Linked DNA regions of Sus scrofa: region 2 is linked to region 1. A link is a contact called in public HiChIP or PLAC-seq data. All regions are on one chromosome and are shown on one strand. The core of a region is the stretch at or near the end of the contact, and the rest is flanking DNA. Distances in the headings are between cores, read along the strand shown. Region 1 overlaps MED12L (mediator of RNA polymerase II transcription subunit 12-like protein). Region 2 has its middle 36 kb from the start of SUCNR1.

Region 1 (3,988 bases), core at 1,057-3,556:
GAGTTTTATTACTGCTATTGAATTCATTCTGCGGTGGGGGGCTCTGCATTGGAGTTGCATACCTGCCAAGGCAGCATAAAGCTTTGGGATGCAGGGAATTGGCCCATCAAAAGTCTCTATCTCTGAACTAACAAATATCTCTACTAATATACAGAAGAACTATGAGTATCATAAAACACTGAACGTTTTCAAAACTTTAGGAAAGCACATCAGAGAGTCTGCTTTACCATGAACATCATACTAGGTAAGAGAGCGGTAGCTTGAAATTGGACAGTTGTCTGCAAATGGCTGTATGTGCATCAGAGAGAACCGTGCAAGAGTATATGCTTGTGAAAGAGTGGCTGTGTGTGTGGTGTGGGTGTGTGCATGTATGTGTGTAGGCACACACAAAGAGAAAAATGACATGGGCTTAAAAATAACTGCTGATTGCACAACTCCAGTGGGACTATTCAAATCCAGAGGCCCCGTGCACATGGACTGTGGCATAAAAGGAGCCCCTAGAGTTGTGCAATGGGCAGCTCAGCTTGGTTGCCTTTATTCAACAAAAGAAACCGGACATAACTGCTGATATCAGGCAGCAGCATCTTGTGGTTAAGACATGGGGTCTAGAAGGAGATGGTCTAAGTCCCAGCTCTTGGCTGAGTCACTCTGGGCAAACAGGTCAACACCCCCATTGTTCAGTTGTTTCCTCATCTACAGTATGGGAAAAGCCACAATTCTTCATCTCAAGGGGTGGTTTAGGAATGAAGTGAATGAACACATATAAAGTCATAGTTCCTGGGTCTAAGAAAGTACTCCAGAAATAATGGTTTAAAAAAAAAAAAAAAAAAAAAAAACATTTTGTGAGTTTGGGGAATCTGCAACTCCTTTAAAATCCGAAGTACATATCTGAAATCACTAGAAGAAAATTAAAAATAGAACATGTTGTCTCTACCTTAAAATTATATTCTATTGCCATGCAAAAATATGAACTTTGGAATTGGTGAAATACAGTGAAATTTTAACTGCATGTGTTTAATAGATCATACTGATTGAACAGTCATTGGAAAAAGATTGCTTTACACAATTAACTGAAATTAAATGAGGGAAATACTCTACAGGGGAAACAAAAAAAAAGACCTTGGTTATGCCCTCAGAGAGATAGAAGATATGAGAGATGTTCCCTCGGCCCAGGAAAAAACACAGGCAGCAGCCGGGCGGGACACTAAGACCAGAACCAAGCTGCCACTCAGTCATACACCACACCCTTCCCTCACAGTTCCCACCAGAGCTGCACCACCACCCTCAGAGCTTGTTGCTCTTTGCTCTCTACTTCAGAAGCACAGAATCAAGACCCCAGAGGAATCTCTGGTCTCGCTCCTCACCACACGAATGACAGGTAATGGCAGTGGAGTTGGCACTAGAATTTAGGTCTTCTGATTTCTGGGCCAATACTCTTTGTATCACTGGGGACTTGCTCCCATTTCTAAAAGAACCCTACCCTGGGACTCCAGCACAGGGTGAGGGGACTCACGGGAGCTGAGCTGGCACTGAGATTAGGTCTAAGAAAATAGGTGGTGGGCATGCACCTAGAGAGGCAGCAGCTGGCACGGCAGCAAGAGTACTGGGGAAAAACGCTACCCTGCAATGCCATCTGCCAGCGTGTTACAGGCTTTGGTTTCTCCCAGTCACTATCGGCAAGGAGTTGCCCTGGTAAGAGTGTCTCGGCCCTAGTGACCAGGGCATGGGTCTTTCTAGCACTAGCCTCTCCATATCTCTTGAGGGTGTTGGCAGAGTTGTGCCAGGGTGTCCAGCTTGATGAGCAAAGCACCTGCCATTCCACCAGGGTCCCCCAGATGGAAAGGAACATTCTCAATTCAGATGGAAGCAACAGGAAAACATCGTCACTGAACTCAAAGACATAAGACTGGGCCTTTCAGGAAAAGAAGCATACAAACCAAAACAGGACAAAATGAGAATAGCCTGGACTTAACCAAACATGCAAATGGCATGGAGGAAGCCAGTAGTTTTCGAGGATCTGCCACTTGCGTTTTGCCAGATGGCTCATTTTTCATGTCCTGGGAGCCGTCTGTTCCCAGCAGAGCGTACTTACTAGAAAGCTGCTTCTGGAGCTGCCGCACCAGGGCGGCCGTCTGCTGCTGCTGCTGGGTCTGCTGCAAGCCTTGCCTGGGAAACTGGAATCAGGAGAAAGGAGGGAAATCAGTTCCCATCACGGACAAGAGCAGAAAGTCTGCAGTGTGCTTTTAAACAGTGCCCAGGGCCACACCCAGGTCAACACCCGGTCATCATCTGAAGTGCCCAATCCCTTCCAAAACCCATCTCTGGCTGGTGACGTGGCCTTTACTGGAAGAGCCATGGCAGAAGGAGCCTAGTGGTGTCCAGTGGCTCAAGTAACCTTGTGACCTCATCCTTCACCCACTGACTGGTTAGTCACACCATGTTATAAGCCATTTACATCTACAAATTGAAAGCTGTCTGGTGGGAGGATTTGGGCAAGCACCTCAGGCCTGGCCTTGGGTTAAGGGTGAATGAAGACAAGAGCATAGTGAGGAGAGAAGGGGCCTGGGTCTAGGATTCATCAGGGGATGAGTCATCCAAAGCAGGATAAAGGTTGGGCAGGGGGAGCCCAGTGAGGCACAAAGGACCACACTTTAAGAGGCCCTGGCTTCCAGGGTGGTGCAAGTGCAGGCATGATATAAGGGCCTGTGCCCTGGTTCTAGCCAGTAAGTTAATACAAGAAATTGTGGTGGTTATTTCCAAGAGGAGGGACAAAAACCTATCTGGCAGAAGCAAAATTACCTTTGATTAAAATCATCAATAGTGCTGCTCTACTTTTTTCTTTAACCTTCCAATTTCAGGCTACCAATCTATTCTTCCTTTTCTTTCTTCCCTGTCCCTCTCCTCCTTTCCCCCAGGCTTACTGCTGAGGTAACAAATGATGTGTCCTGATGCAAGGCTATCTTAATCAGATGCACATTGGAATGAACTGTGCAATGTCACAGCACCTCCACAGGCCCACCCCATTCTGAGCTGGTTTTGTTTATTGTTTTGTTTTGTTTTCTGCCAATTTCCTTCCTACTGGGTTTGTGCTGGTGGAACACACCTCAGGCTGGGATGGCTGTGGCTCATCAGCAGCCCTCTCCATTTTTCTCCCTCTTCTTGCCCCACTGCAAGGGGTTAATTGCTTCCAGCCCTGGGTGTTTTATTATCCTTAGTTTCCCTTAACCCTGCCCAATCTTCTATGAATAGTTTTCTTTTAAAAACTCAATTACCCAATATGAGTGCAATATCTATTTCCTTCTCAGAGCTTACCAAATATGGCTGAAAGTAGCCCAGAATTGTAGTTGGGGTTGTCAGATTTAGCAAATGAAAATACACAATGCCCAGTTAAGTAATGCCCACAATGCTTTCAGATAAGCAATACATACTTTTTTAGTTTTAAGTATGTTCCAAATATTGTGTGGGTCAAATACCACATTTAGTATAAGTATGTCCCACGCAATATTTGGGATAAGCTTCTACTAAGGAGTTAATCATTGTTTACCTGCAACTCTAATCGGGAGTGCTGCATTTTTTCTTGGCAATCCTAAATTAGAGGGTGTTGTCAGGTTAATTCCTTTAAAACCGAATATTTGGCAAGACAATTGGCTCAACTGTTTCTCTCCCACTAGACTGTGTGTGACTTCAGGACAAAGACTTGGGCTTATTTCCTAATGTATCCTAGTATTCAGCTGCACACAGTAGGTGCACAGTGAAAACAAACTGAAAGACTACAGTTCTTTTAATTTCTAAGTAACAAGAAAGGTACACTTCCACCAATGTTAACATTTTCCCTGATACAACTCAGAAAAATAGCACCTTTCCATTTTATTTTTCTATTGCCCAAAACGGGAGGAAAATACATATGGAACTGTTGGTAACATAAATAGTGATTTTTTTTTTCCATTCAGTAGGTTCTAGGTATATTTGGAAATATTACCCTATTTAT
Region 2 (3,988 bases), core at 876-3,375, 530 kb before region 1:
CCTCCTCTTTGGGGTCTGAGGAATGGGCTCAGCTTCTCTTTGGCAGTTTCAAGACTCTGTTCCCTAATGTTTTATTCTCAGCCTTTAGGAAATTCTGCAGTTCAGGAACAGAGACAAAAAGAGTCCTAGTATAATGCTTAGCCGCATCATTCATCTCAACAAAATTTTACTTAAAAAATAGAGCTTCTGAAACAAATATTTGAGAAATATCTTAAATAGCCCAATTATATGAAGATGTTAATATTTTCATCAATGGGAAAGATAAATTCCATTTTCATCAAAAGAGAAGATAAATTCCATTCAACAAATATTTTGAACACCTCCTTTGTGTGGGAACCAGTAATAAGTTCTACTGATATGCAATTCAATGAGACAGCCCTACAGTCTTGAGGATCTCACAGTTAGAAACTGGGGGAACACAAACAGACAATTTTCTGAAGTAAGATGGGTGATGCTAAACTTCTGTCATGCATTTTGTGTGTTTCCTGAGCTTGTGGGTAGGAGTGGGGGTTGTGGAACTTCTTCCTGAAGCTTCCTGATTGATAGATTGTTGTGAGAATCTAACAGAACGACCTATCTCTGAGTTTTTGGCTCCACCATATATATGGGATGAAATCCCAACACATATACTTTCAGACATAGGGTTCTATTCTACCCACAAACTATTTTATGCATATTCAAAACTAAATTTCATAGTAAAGCTTTACACAGGGCATCTTGAATTTCTTCTATCTCCTTGCAATGTTGAATCAATACTAGAGTCAACAAATATTTTTAGCTTCTCCTCTGGTGTATGAGAAACAGTCTACAAAGCAAAGTGGATGAGTATCAGACTCTGATTGGTCCATTAATGAACAGAGAGGGAACTCTAGCAGCAGTATTAGTGACATTAGCTATCTTAATTTGGAATTTTTGCCCCCATTTTATTTTCTCCCATTGGAGAGTTCCTAGTATGATTGATAAAACCCTATTAAATCTTTTTAGTTTTCAGTTCCTTTGGGAATGATATTTTGATTTCCACCAAGTTTTTTAAAAAAAATTCTCATGTAAATTGACTCCAAAAATACCTACCTACTACCATATGATTGGGCAATCCCACACTTTGGCATATATCCAGAGAAAAACATAATTTGAAAAGCTACATGCTCCCCAGTGTTCACTACAGCACTATTTACAATAGCCAAGACATGGAAGCAACCTTTATGTCCATTGAAAGAGGAATGGATAAAGAAGATGGAGTACATATAGACAATGGAATACTACTCAGCAATAAAAAGAATGAAATAATGCCATTTGCAGAAACATGGATGGGCCTAGAGATTATCATACTAAGTAAGTTAGACAGAGAAAGACAAATATCACATGATATCACTTATATGTGGAATTTTTAAAAATGATACAAATGAACTTATTTACAAAATGGAAACAGATTCATGGACTTTGAAAACAAACCTATGGCTGCCAAAAAGGAAAGGTGGGGAGAGGGATGGATTGGGAGTTTGGGACTGGCAAATCACACTTTTCCATATGGAATGGATGATCAAAGGAGACCTGCTGTATAAGCACAGAGAAATCCACTTAATATGCTGTGATAACCTATATGGGAATGGATATGTATATCCATATATCTATATATATTGCTATGGACATGTATGTGTCTATGGAGACATATATATCCATATATATTGATATCCATATGTGTGTGTGTGTGTGTATACCCATGAGTACATATGGCTGAATTACTTCGCTGGATAGCAAAAATTAACACAACAGTGTAAATCACCTTTGTATCAACAAATTTTTTAAAAAATATACCCCCTTGGTTGGAAAGGAAACAAGGGGACAGAGGTGGATTTCAGATTGGAATTTTGGGGACACAGCAATTATAAAGTGATTCACAACTTAGAAAATTTTCCCAGATTTTATCTTTCTGGTACTAAAGAAAGAAAACTAATACATATTGATTATAGAGTTTGATGGCTTGATCATTTTGATAGGCTCACTTACTGGGTGAAGGGAGTCATATTTTGTGTAAACATCCTCTTCCATAATGGAGTCAAGCTGTGCCTTTAGATAGGCTCTGGCATGTTTCCTCCCCAGAACACTGACATCATCATGCATCACTCTCAGCACAAGGCAGTGGTATTTCTGAAATCATCCAGCTGCTTCCATAGCCCAGTCATTGGGTGTAAGTACTCCCTATATCATTCTTTAATGATAATTTCTCCCATTCTCAGAATACAGTCCTCACAGTTTTAGGAAAGATATCGGTAGTGCTCACATTTCTCACTCCACTCTCATCTGTACCTGCATATCTTCCCAAAGGATCTATTCTTCAGTTCTTCCTTTCTACCTAGAGGGATACCAGATTTAAAGTTGTATAATCTTCAGCTGCTGTTGGTACAATCTCTGGTGGAAGCCCCAGATTATTATGTCTCTGACCACCCCAGCTTTGAGAGACTCCACTAATTTGTACCCCAGTGGAAGCTGTCAATGGTCTGAGGGTAAAAACTGTGTTACAAGGAATTTGCTTTTCCTGGCTGAACCCTGGCCAGTAGGAAGTGATTAAGTCTTACTCTTATGGCTAGCTAATTTTGTAGTATTATGTCACCCATTTTAGGCAAGGAAAGATATAATTGAGAAGTGAGAGTGTTGTTGCCAATCTACTCTTGAAAAGACTCTCCAAAGATATAAACCTTAAATATAACAATGTAGCCCACTTCAGTGCTAAAAAGTCTAGATTAAAAATGAGGGATTGCCTGAAAATTTCCTCTGCCCAACATACCAGGACACTGGAGCTTTCCATACATCTGTTTATGGAAAGGTGGGTGGGAAGAACAAAGACAGGTGGCAGAACCAGGGGAACAACAGAGGCCTGGTGCTGGAAATTCTGATTTTCTGCCACAGCATCTAAGCCTACAGCCCAAGAGAACCCAGTAACAACAAGGGAAGTGGTGCATCAGACTCCAGCCTCCTGGCTATAGCAGCAACCACAGCCACAGGGAACTGGCTGCAGCAGCAGTGGGGCCTGTGACTCTGTCCTTCCAACTACAGTGAAACCAACAACTCTGGCACTCCCACCTGCAGTGGGGGCATCTGTGAATGCAGCAATCCCAGATATGACAAAGGGACCCATCACCCCAGTTCCTGCTTACCTTCCCCCTTTCCCAATGGAGGCAGCGCTCTCAACCCAGGCAATCCTGAAAATGCGGAAGTGCATGCCCTTCCAATGCCCCCAGCAGAAACACCAATGACAACAATGAAACTGGCAATATCAAGGCACCAGCAACCCTGCAGGCACAAGCAGTGACAATGAGGCACCAGGTGACATCAGAAAATGAAGTTCAGGTTCTCAAATACAGCCAGTGGCAGCACAGGTAAAAGAACCAAAACACTTGTGCTATAGTGCCACCTACTGAAAAAGAAAAGAAAGACTTCTAATTACCAATCTACTGAATTGTTAAAATCAAGTTTAAAAAAAAAAAGAAGAAGAAGAAAAGTATTCATTACTTCAAATAATAAAGTATTAGTAGCAGAAAAACTTATCAAATACCATGAAGAACCATGGTAATACTGTACTTCAGAAAGAAAAATTCTCCAGAAACCAAACTTAAAGGAATGGAATATTATGATCTGATTGAAAATTTAAAATAGTTTTCATGAAGAAGCTCAATGAGCCACAAGAAAACTCAGAAAGGTAATTCAGTGAGACCATGAATAAAATTAACAAACAAAAGGACAGAAACTCTAAAAAAAAGAATCATACAGAAATTCTAGAGAGTAGTAACTCAAAAAATAGATTTCTAAGAATGCATTAGAAAGCATTGGAAATAGAGCAAACTATATGGAGGAGATAATTATCAAGATCAAAGATAAAAATCTACAAATAATTCATGTAGAAAAGGAAAGATAACTAAGACATAAAAAGGGGGCGGGGGGGAATTCTACAAGAACTATCTGACTTCATTAGGAAAGACAACATAAGGAT

The links. HiChIP or PLAC-seq counts read pairs in DNA pulled down with a chosen protein or histone mark.
Region 2: a contact with region 1 is called in an H3K27ac HiChIP or PLAC-seq map of alveolar macrophages. The contact joins two enhancer-like sites. A contact is called at or near these places in 7 of 47 Hi-C or Micro-C datasets (alveolar macrophages, heart right ventricle, liver and 4 more) and 1 of 2 datasets of contacts at active chromatin or transcription factors (alveolar macrophages).

The regions. Positions count from the first base shown.
Region 1 is chr13:91,617,784-91,621,771 of Sscrofa11.1, reverse strand. MED12L (mediator of RNA polymerase II transcription subunit 12-like protein) reads right to left here. Exons shown (of 46, transcript XM_021069608.1): 45 at 2,093-2,174. Among named protein-coding and RNA genes, the nearest start is that of IGSF10, 60 kb to the left of the region's middle. Within about 2 kb of position 2,306, at least 6 of the 83 cell types and tissues checked have an H3K27ac peak or open chromatin away from gene starts, as enhancers often do. A contact at or near this core is called in alveolar macrophages, where this site is marked.
Region 2 is chr13:92,150,723-92,154,710 of Sscrofa11.1, reverse strand. No RefSeq gene overlaps it. Among named protein-coding and RNA genes, the nearest start is that of SUCNR1, 36 kb to the right of the region's middle. Within about 2 kb of position 2,125, at least 3 of the 83 cell types and tissues checked have an H3K27ac peak or open chromatin away from gene starts, as enhancers often do. A contact at or near this core is called in alveolar macrophages, where this site is marked.